3 separate regions of the Mus musculus genome follow, and regions 1 and 3 are each linked to region 2. A link is a contact called in public ChIA-PET and HiChIP or PLAC-seq data. All regions are on one chromosome and are shown on one strand. The core of a region is the stretch at or near the end of the contact, and the rest is flanking DNA. Distances in the headings are between cores, read along the strand shown.

Evidence for each region. ChIA-PET counts read pairs in DNA pulled down with a chosen protein or histone mark. HiChIP or PLAC-seq counts read pairs in DNA pulled down with a chosen protein or histone mark.
Region 1: an H3K4me3 HiChIP or PLAC-seq map of bone marrow-derived macrophages shows a contact between it and region 2, with 2.8 times the contacts expected there. The contact joins the enhancer-like site here to the promoter of Ice2 in region 2. A contact is called at or near these places in 26 of 39 promoter capture datasets (the 3T3-L1 cell line, 3T3-L1-derived adipocytes, the C10 cell line and 16 more), 1 of 15 datasets of contacts at CTCF or cohesin (CD8 T cells), 10 of 484 Hi-C or Micro-C datasets (8-cell embryo, the G1E-ER4 cell line, bone marrow-derived macrophages and 5 more), 26 of 115 datasets of contacts at active chromatin or transcription factors (the HPC-7 cell line, the NIH/3T3 cell line, the SCID.adh cell line and 19 more) and 3 of 9 other capture datasets (adipose tissue, liver and macrophages).
Region 3: an RNA polymerase II ChIA-PET map of effector CD8 T cells shows a contact between it and region 2, with 25 read pairs. The contact joins the enhancer-like site here to the promoter of Ice2 in region 2. A contact is called at or near these places in 4 of 39 promoter capture datasets (the 3T3-L1 cell line, 3T3-L1-derived adipocytes, hippocampal neurons and 1 more), 1 of 484 Hi-C or Micro-C datasets (embryonic stem cells), 5 of 115 datasets of contacts at active chromatin or transcription factors (the SCID.adh cell line, effector CD8 T cells, embryonic stem cells and 2 more) and 1 of 9 other capture datasets (adipose tissue).

Annotation. Positions count from the first base shown.
Region 1 is chr9:69,497,368-69,501,526 of GRCm38.p6, forward strand. No RefSeq gene overlaps it. Among named protein-coding and RNA genes, the nearest start is that of Mir3109, 43 kb to the left of the region's middle. Within about 2 kb of position 2,459, at least 2 of the 459 cell types and tissues checked have an H3K27ac peak or open chromatin away from gene starts, as enhancers often do. A contact at or near this core is called in bone marrow-derived macrophages, where this site is marked.
Region 2 is chr9:69,395,943-69,400,512 of GRCm38.p6, forward strand. It overlaps Ice2 (interactor of little elongation complex ELL subunit 2), which reads left to right and starts at 2,056. Exons shown (of 16, transcript NM_145618.3): 1 at 2,056-2,111; 2 at 3,004-3,145; 3 at 4,535-4,570. The coding sequence starts at 3,105.
Region 3 is chr9:69,298,986-69,303,228 of GRCm38.p6, forward strand. All of the region lies in intron 2 of Rora (RAR-related orphan receptor alpha), which reads left to right. It overlaps Gm46153 (a long non-coding RNA gene), which reads right to left. Exons shown (of 2, transcript XR_001779364.2): 2 at 1,435-1,670. Among named protein-coding and RNA genes, the nearest start is that of Gm46153, 4.5 kb to the right of the region's middle. Within about 2 kb of position 1,511, at least 58 of the 459 cell types and tissues checked have an H3K27ac peak or open chromatin away from gene starts, as enhancers often do. A contact at or near this core is called in the SCID.adh cell line, adipose tissue, effector CD8 T cells and 1 more, where this site is marked.

The DNA of each region.
Region 1 (4,159 bases), core at 1,209-3,708, 100 kb after region 2:
CCATGCACAGGAGGTTTTCCCCCTGACCTGTATGTGAGTTAGGATGGTCATGTGGCACAACGTAACATGCTTTGCACATTGAAACCATTTACATGTATCCACTTCACCCATGTGCTTGTATAAAACTTGAGTGTCCAGACATGGTGGGTCTATACTGTGTTTCCCAGGGCATGTATGAAATGGAATTGTCTGTTAGGGTTTGTTGTTGTTGTTTGTTTGTTTGTTTGTTTTGTTTTGGAAGTAGGCTTTCATATTAAGAAGCAAGAAACCAAGGCAAGGGATGGGCATCAGCTGGTAGGTGATTGCTGGAGCATGCATGAAGCCCCGGGCTTGATTCCTAGTAATTCCGACATTGGGCATGGTTGTGCATCTATTATGCCAGCACTTAGGAGGTAGGAACAGGGGAATTGGAAGTCCAAGATTATCCCCAGCTTCATGGAGATGAAGGCAAGCCTGGGCTAAAAATTAAATAAAATAATAAGATAAATAAAAAGAGGGAAATCTTAATTGGAAGCTGAAGGGAAGACCCCAAAGGTCCCATATCCCCTTGGCTTGATTACTGGACAGTGGAGAAATGATGATGTGTAAGAATCTTCCTCAGAAGATGACGTTTCCAGCATGCAAATTATTAGTAGCCAGAGCTAAAGCAGGGGAAACCAGGCTTACAAAGTAGCTAGTTACATTTAGCAAGAAAAATGATTTGAGGACAAAAATCCTTTAGATCAATCTTGAGCCTTCCAAGGACGCCAGCGTCTAGACTTCTCCTCAGGGCTTGATAAGTGGCTTGTTTCTTTGCCTCCTTTTTCTATCGATGATTGAGATGAAAACTCTGGTGCCAGGGAGAAACAGGGAGGGGTGGGGAGGGACACACTGAAGGGGAAGAGAGAGAAAGGGGAAGAGGAAAGGGAGAAATTGAAACATCTCCTAGCAATGAGGCAGAACACGCTGCAGCCACCAAGTCCTAACTGTTCATTCTATTTATTGAGAAAAGCCTGAGGCCTGATTTCTTTCACTCCCGTACGTTTGAGTAAGCAAAGTTTATAGAGATGACTTATCTCATTGCGTTAGAAGGGTGACTTGCTATCTCAGCATCTATAAGCAATCTGAACCGATGTTGCTGGGTGAAGAAAGGCTTTTGTAAATATATGTGAAAGATGCCATCTCGTTGGGTGTTAAGTTGGAGGTACCCAGGAAAAAAATATTACATTTGTGCATTCAATTAGCTTTCTGTGGAAAGACTGAAGCATCCTTTGTGTCAGCAGGTTTCCTGTGTGTGAGAGAAGCCCACTCGTCCCCTCTAATGCCCTCTTTTGCATTCGTGCCAGTCCACGCCATGCGTTCCTAATCAGAATGTGTAGCTCAGTTCTTCACACTAGAGTGAGAGGTGTGAGTAAGCCAGCAGCCACTCTGTATGGGTATCCTGACGGTGGTGCACATGGGTGTGGAGAGCCTTCTGCTGCATTCAGTTCTGAGCAAAACTGGGGGGCATCATCAGGAGTGGATGTGAGGCCTCTCAACCTACTTCCTGGATGCTCTCCTTCTGGGGTCATCAGGATGCTGTGTAAGCATATATAGATATAGGTATTTATGTATATATGTATATGATGTATATGTGTATATACACATCTCCAGGATAGCCTGCACTATACTGAGACTCTGTCTCAAAAACCAATAAGAAGAGAAGGAGCTGGGATTATGTCCCTGAGGTAGATCACTTGCCAAAGGTTTATAAGGACCTAGGTTTGATCCCTGGTTCTAAAACAAAGAACAAATACCAACACCACTACTATCTGCTTTTGGTTTGGTTTGTGTTGGATGCTCTATTCTAGTTTCATTGGTGTTGCAGTGATAAAATACCCAGATGAAAAGCAAGTAAGGGATAAAAGGGTTTTATTCAACCATACAACTCCAGGTTATAGGCCAACGTGGTTAGGAAATCAAGACAGGAACTTCAAAATGATAATCATGTCATGCTGAGTTGAGAGCAGAGAGCAATGGATGTACACATGCCTACTCACTTGGTCATTCGTTCTCTGCTTGCTTTCTCTACTTTTACACTGTTCTGAAACCATCTACCTAGGGGATGATGCTTCCCAGAGTGGGCTGGGTCTTCCCACACTGATTAGTGAAATTAGTGAAATTCCATAACAGACATACCCACAGACCCTTGCATATAATGTCTTACTGAGACTCTCTTCCCCAGATGATTTTAGGTTGTATCAGTTGATGATTAAAATTAACCATCACATAGCTGAACACCTTTCCCAGAGGCAAATTTACATGGTTGGCCTTATTTTGAAACTCTAGTGAAAGCACAGTCTTTAATTAATGGGATATGAAGAAATAGAGGAAGGTCAGGGTACAAGAGGGCTTTCTTGGCCTCCTAAAACCACAATGAAGTAATTTGCTTTGTATAGCCGTGTATCACTCAATGGCTGAACTGTTGAATTTAGTTACTTCAGTCACTGCTGTGACAAATATAGAAGTTAAAAGAACAGGGGATTGTGGGATGGCACACTGGCAGGAGTGTGGGGCAGCTGGCAACAGAGAGACACAGAGAGGAAGAGACAGAAAGAGAGACAGCAAATGTGAATGCTGGTGCTCAGCTCGATTTTTCCTAGTCAGTAGAATGTTCCAGCCTAGGGAATGGTGCCACCCAAATTTTAGAGTGCCACCTACTTCAATGAACTTAATCTAGAGTATTCATGGCAGATATGCCCAAAGGCATGTTTGCATAGCAATTTCTTTTTTTCTTTCTTTTTTATTAGATATTTTCTTTATTTACATTGCAAATGTTATCCCCTTTCCTAGTTTCCCCTCTGAAAATCCTCTATCCGCTCCCCCTCCACCCCCTGCTCGCCAACCCACCCACTCCCACTTCTTGGTCCTGGCATTCCCCTATACTAGGGCATAGAATCTTCACAGGACCAAGGGCCTCTCCTCCCATTGATGACCTACTAGGCCATCATCTGCTACATATACAGCTAGAGCTATGAGTCCCACCATGTGTTTTCTTTGGTTGGTGGTTTAGTCCCAGGGAGGTCTGAGATACTGGTTAGTTCATATTGATGTTCCTCCTATGGGGCTGCAAACCCCTTCAGCTCCTTGGGTCCTTTCTCTAGCTCCTTCATTAGGGACCCTGTGCTCCATCCAGTGGATGGCTGTGAGCATCCACTTCTGTATTTGTCAGGCACTGGCAGAGCCTCTCAGGAGACAGCTATATCAGGCTCCTGTCAGCAAGCACTCGTAGGCATCCACAATGGAGTACTACGCAGCTATTAAAAACAATGAATTTATGAAATTCTTAGACAAATGGATGCATAGCAATTCCAAATGAAATCAAGCAAACAACAAAAATCACTGGGCTTGGGCGATGGGTCAGTGGTTAAAAGTGGTTAAAAGTGGTTAAAAGTGGGGTTGCATTCCCAGCATCACATGGTTCTCTAGGTCCAGGGGCGTTCGCAGCCTCTTTTGGACTCCTTGGGTACCAAGCATGCACATGGTGCACAAGCATACATGAAGGTAAAACACTCACACACAAAATAATAACATAATTCTAAAAGTTTCTAAAAGATTGATCATTATGGGTGTTAGAGGAACTTCCTCGCTAGGTAAGATTTGGCGCTACATTTCCCACAAAGGGTGCAAATCAAGACAGTTTACAGTGGCACTGGATAGTGCATAAGCTTATGAAGCAGTACTCTTTAATCTTATAGGTGACTGCTGGATACAGCCGAAAAGCCATTTTAGGATGTGTGGCTGTGTTTAGGACGATCACCAGCTCTCCCTCAACAGGCCCCTTTCCACTGCTTCCATGTAGCCAAACCATGGCTCTCTGACACCGAGAATTTAGCCACAAAGAAACAAATCTGGCTGTGGGGGTGGCTGTTACTGTAAATAGTAGGAACTTCCCTGGCCCCTTGCCTATTACAGCTGAAGCCTATTTACTTTCAAGTAGCTGTCTAAACACTAACTATATGCTCCAGAGGGAGGCAGACCCACAGTCCCAAGCACTCAGGAGGCTGAGGCAAGTTGGGCTCTTCAGCCAAAGAGTTGAAGGCCAGCCTGCGCAGTATAGGAAGACCCTGTCTCAAAAAAAAACAAAACAAAATTAATCATAAAATTCAAGAAGCAGGGGCTGGAGAGATGGCTCTGAGGT
Region 2 (4,570 bases), core at 806-3,305:
AAGATTTTGGGAGACAGCATTGAATGGGGGACAAACATTTCTATCACTGCCATACCCAGGTCAAGAGAATAAAGTTTAAATGTGTAGAACAGTCATTAAATGAAATGCTAACAGAAAGCTTCCCTAGCTTCAGAAAGGTATTGGACACTCATAAACCGGAGACCTCTGGATCCCCAGAAAAGACATGAGCAGAAAGAACCATCACCATTACATAACCACACTGTCAAGAGGATAGGGCAGCACTGGGGCTACAGCTCAGCGCTAATGCCTGGTTAGCATACTTAAAGCTCGGGGTTAAATCCCCAGAACAGCAGCAAGATAACAGCTAAATACGTGATAGAAAAGAACTGTAAAATCTGCAAAGCACTAAATCACATTTAATAGAAGCCCCATTAGAGTAAGAGGAAATTTCTCAGTAAAAGCCCTACAGGCAAGGAAAGCACAGAATGACATATTTCAAGTCAGGAAAGAAAACAACTGCCAATCAGGATCACTATACTCAGCAGAGCTATTCTTCAGAAATGAGGGGGAAACAAAGATCTTCCAAGATAAGCAAAAACTGAGGAAACTGGGGACTACCAACCTTACCTTACAATGGATACTTCATGGGGGACTCAGAAGTGAAAGAAAGATAACATCATGGGTGTGTTAAAACAGTAATGTTACTAGAAAATACACAAAAGACATATAGAAGAGAATCAGATATTTCAAGCAAGTGAAAGAGGGAAGATTAAGATGAGTAAACTTGAAAGGGGAATATTTATTTATTTATTATTTATTTATTTTTATTTTTAAATATTTATTTATTTATTTTCGAGACAGGGTTTCTCTGTGTAGCTCTGGCTATCCTGGAACTCACTCTGTAGACCAGGCTGGCCTCGAACTCAGAAATCTGCCTGTCTCTGCTTCCCGAGTGCTGGGATTAAAGGCGTGCGCCACCACACCCAGCTTAAAAGGGGGTCATCATTTATGGTTCTAGCCACAACATCTTGTCTTAAAAGATTTATTTTTATTTAAATGTCTCCATGTGTGTACCACATGTGTTTGGGTACTCTCGGAGGGCAGCAGGTAGGAGGGCAGCGGGTAGGTACCAAATCCTCAGGAGCTGGATAACAAATGTTTGTGAGCCACCTCATGTGGGTGCTGAGGACTGAACTTGAGTCCTCTGGAAGAACAGCAGCAAACAGTCTTAACTACCAAGCCTTTTCTCCAGCCCCAGTAACACTTAAAGTGGCTCGTCACTCTCTTTTTTGATCCGTTTACACACGATGACTTAGAGTCCCAAAAATCAGAAGTTCTGGAAAAGCCGGTTTTAGTTTTGGTCCTTCTTGCACTCAACACCAAACAGAAAATATTTGTGCTTAATCCATCTCTTTTTAATGAATTGCTGCAAGAATAGCGTGAGAGACTCGAAGGCCCACTAGCAGACATTGGCCTATCTCTAAAATGAAAAAGAGAGTGGAGTGGAGATTTTGGGTGTAATGAGAGCCTAGTATGTGTTGAGTAGTGCGCTAAATATAGCTTCATTCTTTGTCTTATTTAGACCTTTCCAAAACCCTTATCTGTATGTAATAAAAATTGATGATAGGGGCTGAATATGTAACTTGGTAGGGTGCTTGCCTGTCATCCTGAAAGATTAGGTTCCCTTTCCAACACCGTATACATGGGGTGTGGTGGTAGTGCATGTCTGTAATCCCAACACTCAGGATGTGGGGGTCATAAGGATGAGAAGTTCAAGGTTAGCCTTGGCTGGAGTACATAGGATATTTAAAGTGAACCTGCCCTACTTGAGACACTATTTCTAAGACAGACAGACAGACAGACAATCAAGCACACACATAAAAACTACTGACGAGTCAGGATCAGAATGAGGGAAGCCTGAAGTTACAGCCTGGGTCTACCTGGTCCCTTAACACTGTGGCCAGTCCTCCCTTTGCATTCGCGCGCAGGCCCGTCCCGCGGCGCTCGCGTGACGTCATCACGCGCGGCCGTGCGGGCGCCCTCGGGGCTTTTAAATGAGGCCTTCGTAGGCGGGCAGCAGTGAGTTCAGCACAAAACGTGTGTGGAAGCGTCGGCTTTTCTCGGGGGCCAGAGCCGCTTGGGACCCTGAGGTGGGCGGAAAGGCGGCTGCGCGCCGACTCCGGCTCGTCGGGAACGCGAGGGGCGGGAGAGGGAACATGGCGACGCGGGTCTGAGGCAGCGCCTCACCGGACTTTGCTCACAGGCCTTCCTCGGCGGCTTCCCTCACGTGTCTTCCTCGGCGGCTTCCCTCACAGGCCCTAAGGCTTTCCTCATTCGACCCCTCTCCTTCCCCGATACTTTTGTCTCCCTTTGCTTCTCTGTAGTTCCCTCCCCTCCCCCTCAGCCCCACACTCAGGGGAAAGGAGAGGTAGGTGGTAGGCGGAGAGGGACGCCCCTGAGACCCCATAGGGACCCAGAGGCCAGTTCCTGCATTGGACTCCTAAGTATCTCAAGGCCGCACGGGATGACAGGGACAGACACCCAGCGTGAGTGAAGAAGTCAAGCTACAGCGTTAATTCCGATGACACCTTTAAAGGTGCCTGTGAATTGTTTTCTGGAGTTGCTCGCACCTGAGTGTCACAAGTGCAAAGTTCTCTTTGAAAAGGACACGGTCCCTGGGATCCAGAGAGCCTTTTCTGTGTGCATCGCATGTCATAGACCGCCTCCATAGCTGTATATAACTAGAGGAAATGGAAACACGATTTGTATTGGTGGTAAGGGAGTGAGGGGAAGGGAAGACAGCCCTGCCATAATGTAAACAATGCGAGAACACAGGGCACCCTTCTGGTTTGGGGTCTTACTAACTCAGCTAATGTTGAGGCTAACACTCCTTGCATAAGTTAAAGGGAACGGATCTTTGCTACAAAGAATCGTTCTGCCTGCCTGTGTGTTTTAGTCACTTGAGGTAGATGCTAATCAAGCAAAGGCTTTTTATGACCCAAGGTGATATAGGTTTGATCTTGACCTTTTGTTTGTCTTCAGTTAACTGTAGACTCTAGGAAGGATCCGACCCTCACTCTCTGGGAGCCTTCACTGCCCAGCTGAAATAATTGTGGGCTAGAGTGAAGGAGAATTCTAGGAAGATGAGCTCTAGCATAACCATGAGTGAACCAAGGCTGAACTGGTGAGTTGGTCCTCTTCCTGATCCACTGTGAAGGAACAAGCTGGGGATGGTGGGTATCATAGGAAAGGAGATTTCTGGCCTGGAGAGATTTTATAATTTTTAGCCACCAGGGTCTCAGAAATTACCCTGTTCATATACCAAGTTTGTTGAGTTATAGCTGACTGATTTTTAAAGATTTTTTTTATTATGTATATGAGTACACTGTAGCTGTCTGCAGACACACCAGAAGAGGGCATCAGATCCCATTACAGATGGTTGTGAGCCACCATGTGGTTGCTGGGATTCGAACTCAGGACATTTGCTGAGCCATCTCTCCAGCCCCCTAGCTGGAAAGATTTCAATTCCTAAAATGACAACCTAACACTCAAGTTCTTAGTTATAATTTTATATCATTATTACAGTTTTCTTGTGGAGAAGTGCTCGAATTGTTGTCAATATTTCAGTTTAATTCCTTCACTCAAGTAACATTGACCATAACGTATCAGTCTCAATTATAATGGGATATTTTGGGGTGGGGTGGGGGCTGGGTCTCTCTGGTCTCCAGGCTTACCTGGAGCTCACTATGGAGATCAGTCTGGCCTTGTACTCAGAGAGATCCACCTGCCTCAGCATCCTGAGTGCTGGATTAAAGGTGTGTTCCACCATGTCCAACCTGTACTGAATCATTTACAATTCTTCCTAGTACTAGAACTAGGTATTCTCATGATATCTAGGTATTCCCTAGATAGTTCTGTGCTGTGCAGATGCTCCCCCACACCTCTGGCACTGTGATACCAAAGTGATTTTGAAGTGTTACAGTTTCCATTCCCACAGATTAATCCTTAAATTAATCTCAGTACTTCAATTCTTTATTTCTTTCATTTAACCAACATTGGCTGTATTAGTCTCAAACTAATTTTGATATTATAGAACTTATCACTTTAGAGATGGGTTTAGGAAACACCTGTCATTCACCCCATTTATCAAGTCAGATCAAGTTAACAGTAAATAGGAGGGCCAGTGTTTTCACTTGGCACAATAGTACCCAAATCAAAAATAAGTTGTTACATTTTAACATTACCATTCATGCCAGAGGTGAGCCCTGGCCCTGACAGACCCTTGATTAAATGTCATTCTGTCCCACCTTTACTGTTCAAGCTTCTGAAGTTATTTGTATACTACAGGAAAACAAACTATGGACCTTGAGAATTTCACACTGCTCCAAGCTTAAAGCTATCTAAGAAGTAAAACATGTAAATACACAAGATCTGGTACATGAAATTATACTGGCTAGGAGGTGATTGGGAAAAGCTGGGGTAGAGGTTATAACTTACAGCTCTAACATTATGCTTCTTTGTCTAACATGAGATTTTGAATTGTCGAGTACAAATAAATTACTTTATTCCACAGGGATGTTACACCCAAAAATGGCCTTAAAGCATTTTT
Region 3 (4,243 bases), core at 261-2,760, 98 kb before region 2:
CCTCTGAAGAGAAATAGAGATGGGAACCCAATGTAAGGGATTTCTGTCATCACTTCAGTAACAGCCACACTTGGAATCGTTTTCTGTGGCCTTGCTAAACACTAGCATGAAGGAGGAAGTGGGTGGAATGTTACCCCCAGATCTCTTAACCCCACGTGACCTAAACAGGAGAGGGTCCTGAGGCAGTCTAGGCAGTCCAATAAGGGCGCTTATGATAATGGCAAAGCTCTCTACTCCTTTTCCTGAATGACACTGTCTGGAGTTCTGGCCTCTGTTTGCAACATTGACTCCAGACCTGTATGTGGGAACTGAATCTCCCAGAGCAGGTGGGGGAGTTGGCCACAGAGTCCAGCCAACTCTAATGGAAACAGCAATGTCTTTCCTGTGTTACCTTTTCTATCTTTTTTTTTTTAATTTAATGTTATTTTTTTCAGCAACAAAGTAAAGATTCCCTACTCCTAAGCTCTTCCTCAGCACTTCCTATGAACAAAAGGGCCTTTCTCCGGCCTAAGCATCCTCTCAGTGTGTCTGCAGTGGCCAAGCTGGGGGAGTGGGGTTAATGACCAGACATCCTACCTCCTACTCCAAATGACCAGACACCCTGTCTCTGATTCCAATAACCAGACACCCTGCCTTTTGTGTAGAGTGAGTTTTCATCTGGAAACGCCAGTAAAGTTGGACTCTGAGTGGTGTGGAGGCAGACAACACTCCAACTGACTCTGGCCCTGGGAGGTGGTTGTGCAATATACCTACCCCATTGCTTGGGGCAGCTTCAATGCTGTGGGCTACTCAGACAGTGGTGACCATGACATATGTAGTCTGTGTCCTTGGTGAGTGTATGCTGTGGTGGGTAATGTTTGAGTAAACATGCCAGCTGCCTTCATATAGGTAACTCCAGCAGCACAACCAGTCTGACAGAAGTAGGATGGCTTGGTGGATGAGCAAAAAGAGAGCTCAGTCACAGGCTTTCCCCAAACCTTGCTAAACGCCCTGCAGCAGGCCTAGAACGGATCTCAGAGGCTCTCTGGTCTCTCAGCACCCAGTATTGTCAGTATATTAGACAGGATGGAACTTTCAAGGTATACAGGCTCTTAGGGATTAGAGAGCTGGAGCTTTTAAAACTTCACACTGCTTACAGAGGACCTGAGTTTTAGTCACAGTGCTCATGCCAGGCCAATCAACCCAATCCAACACGCTCTACTGGCCTCCTGTACTCATGTGCACATACCCCCCACACACATACACACACACACACACACACACACACACACACACACACAGACATGTACTTAAAAGTCAAATTTTAAACAATATATGTGTATTTGTGTGTGCGTGTTCTATTTGAGATTCTGGTGATTTTGGTCTGATGGCCTTGGTGGATCGCATGTGCTGGTAAATTGTAAGCTGCATAGATGATTCTGATTGAGAAATCGCTTAAGTTCAACACCTTTATTTGATGCATGAGTCATCTGGGCCCCCAGTTGCCACACGGTGTTGAGGAGTGGAAAGCCCCAGCCTGCGTGTGGAGGGAAGCGGATGAAGGCATGGGCTCTAGTCTGGATCTGCTGCATGGTAACTGGCAGGTTTTCTTCGCTTGCCTTCTTGCCCTGTTTGTAAAATTAGAAGGTTGTGATTGACAGCTGCCAAGGTCTTTTCCAGAGTTCATGTTTCTATAAGAAAAAAAAATGTTTCCGTTACAGTTGAAAGGTGGGCTGGGGTCTCTCGTTCAAGATGTAGGAAAGGCACACAGAAGCCTGCTGACTTCTTTACTCCCTGTCCCCAACTATAACTGCTTAAGATACTTCAGTCGGCTAACCAGCTCCTTTTGGAAGTGAAAATTCTAAGGTAGAAAGAGGTAATTACTAATGCCAGCTATTTAAATACATTTTAAAACAAGAAGGCTTTCATTAATATTAACAAATATGCCTAAACTTAGTTCTGGCAAATTACAGCCCTGCTTTATCAAGTTCTAGCCCAAAGCCTTTTCCATTTTTGATGGTTGAGTTGAAACCTAGGAGTGGGGTATTAACTGAAAAATGAAGACCACCAAACAGCCTAAACCACTGTATTCCACCGTGATTGTATTCCCAACGGCACACTAAAGCCCCAGATCCCTAAGAGATGTAGTACACCCCCCCATTTCTCCCCAGTGATTAGCAGGCAGAAATGCTGTGCCTCCTGGGCCACCTGCTTAAAAACAAACAAACAAACAAACAAAACAACAACAGCAAACAGAACCAGAAGGAAACATGGAGATCTGTCCCTACTTCATCTGAAGCCAGAAATCCAAAAGAACTTGAGTTTTATTACAATGTTGATCGAAGGAGAAGGGTCTGTTAGACACCAGTTTCCTGTGATGTAAGTGAGGGTTGGGGTGAGGGGATGATATTTGACATTTCCAGAAGTGATTAAACAAAGTTTGGAAAGAAAAATCTGATGGGAGTCAGCACGTGAAATTAGAGTTGTATCTTCAACAGCTCCTTTAAAGACTGAGCACATTGCCTGTTTCTGGTTGGGTAGAAATTTAAAGGGAAAGCCAGGCTTCTATCCAGCAGAATCGTCTTAACAGAAGTTTCCTGTTTCCACCACTGCAGAGAAACAAAGTTGTTACAATGAGTTAAGATGGTTCAAACTTTTGGCAGCCTCTCCGCAGGCCCCTGCCGCCGCCGCCAACTCTTTTACAGTTTCTGTGTCGTTTCAAATGGTTGCTTAGGAGAAATACTGACCAAACTCCTCCTTTTGACTACTAAAATGGCTCAGAGAGTTTCTCGGGATGTTTTTATTTGCTAGAAATTTGTTTTGCAGTTAAGCTTCTCTTGTTGAGGGAGTTTGGTTACCAGCCATCTGACGATGCCTCGCCTCGGGGTGTTTACAGAAAACGTGGGTGCTGCAATTACATTGGAGCACAGCCCTCCCCCACCACAGATAGCATAGTAATCAACAGGAATGGGAAAACATGTATTTAAGGATTTGATGCTTGTAAAAAAGGGGCTGTAAAGGAACATGGTTGTTCAGATGTGAGAAGTGACTGGCGGCTCTCCTTATAGGCATGCTAGTAACAATAAAGTCTCCAAGTTCAACATCAAAGTCATCACGGTTTACTCCACCAGTGACTTGCACATCAAAGGGGAGCTTAAGACAAAGGGAGGAATGCTTTACCTCATGGCCAGATCCTTTAGGGGAGTGGGGGGTGGGGGGATGTGGCTTGCAGTTCCTCACTTCCTAAGGCAGGGCAAATGAGAACCAATTTCCCTCCTACCACTTGCCATTTACTTAGGAAAGATTCCTCACAGGAGAGATCGGATCCTCTTCCTTCAGGCAGCAAACTCGGTACCAAGGTGGGCATCTCAAACTTCACCTAATATGCCACATGAAATCCCCCACCAAATAGGACAGTTTAAACTGGGTGAGCTTGTAGTTGGTTGGTGAATTACCCTTGACAACATAATTTGGGACCTCGGTTTGCAATCTCTCTTCTCTCCTCCTCCTCCTCCTCCTCCTCCTCCTCCTCCTCCTCCTCCTCCTCCTCCTCCTCCTCCTCTCCTTCTCTCTCTCTCTCACTCTCTCATTAACCTTGTGGGTGGAGTCTTGCTGAATCAGACATGTGGTACTTAACAGGTGTGTGTATGTGTGTGTGTGTGTGTGTGTGTGAGAGAGAGAGAGAGAGAGAGAGAGAATGAAATTTAGACCTGTTAAACCAGCTCTTAATTAATCACCGGGTCTATGTCCCTGTTCCCCAACTCATGTCATGTATATTCCAAAATGCTGAGCTTAGAACAAGAGTCAGGAGCTGAAGACACACACACACACCCCTTGAATATTACATTGAAAATAAAACCAGCCATGCAAGTATTAGGGATGGTTTGAAATGATACGCTCTTTCTCTCCCCCCACCCCCTTGCCTTTGAAATGTGAGATTCTTTTATAGTTGAGCTTCAGTAATTTACTCATTTTTAAATGCTATTGAAAAATAGTAAGTAGTGCCCAGTGCAGTCATTAATAAATACAAAGCAGCCTTCTCTGGGCTCTGGGGAAACTTAATCAACACACAGTGTTACTAATTGATGCCATACTGAGCCTGCAGAAGCAACGGATCAGTAAACAGAAGTTAGAAAGCAAGAAGTTAGGGAACTGTAGGGATTATGTCGACATCAAGGGCTGGGAATTATAATAAGGCCTCTCTAGGGGGGTATTCATTTGCATGACGCTGAATTAGGACACCCGATTAAAGAATGCACCCCAA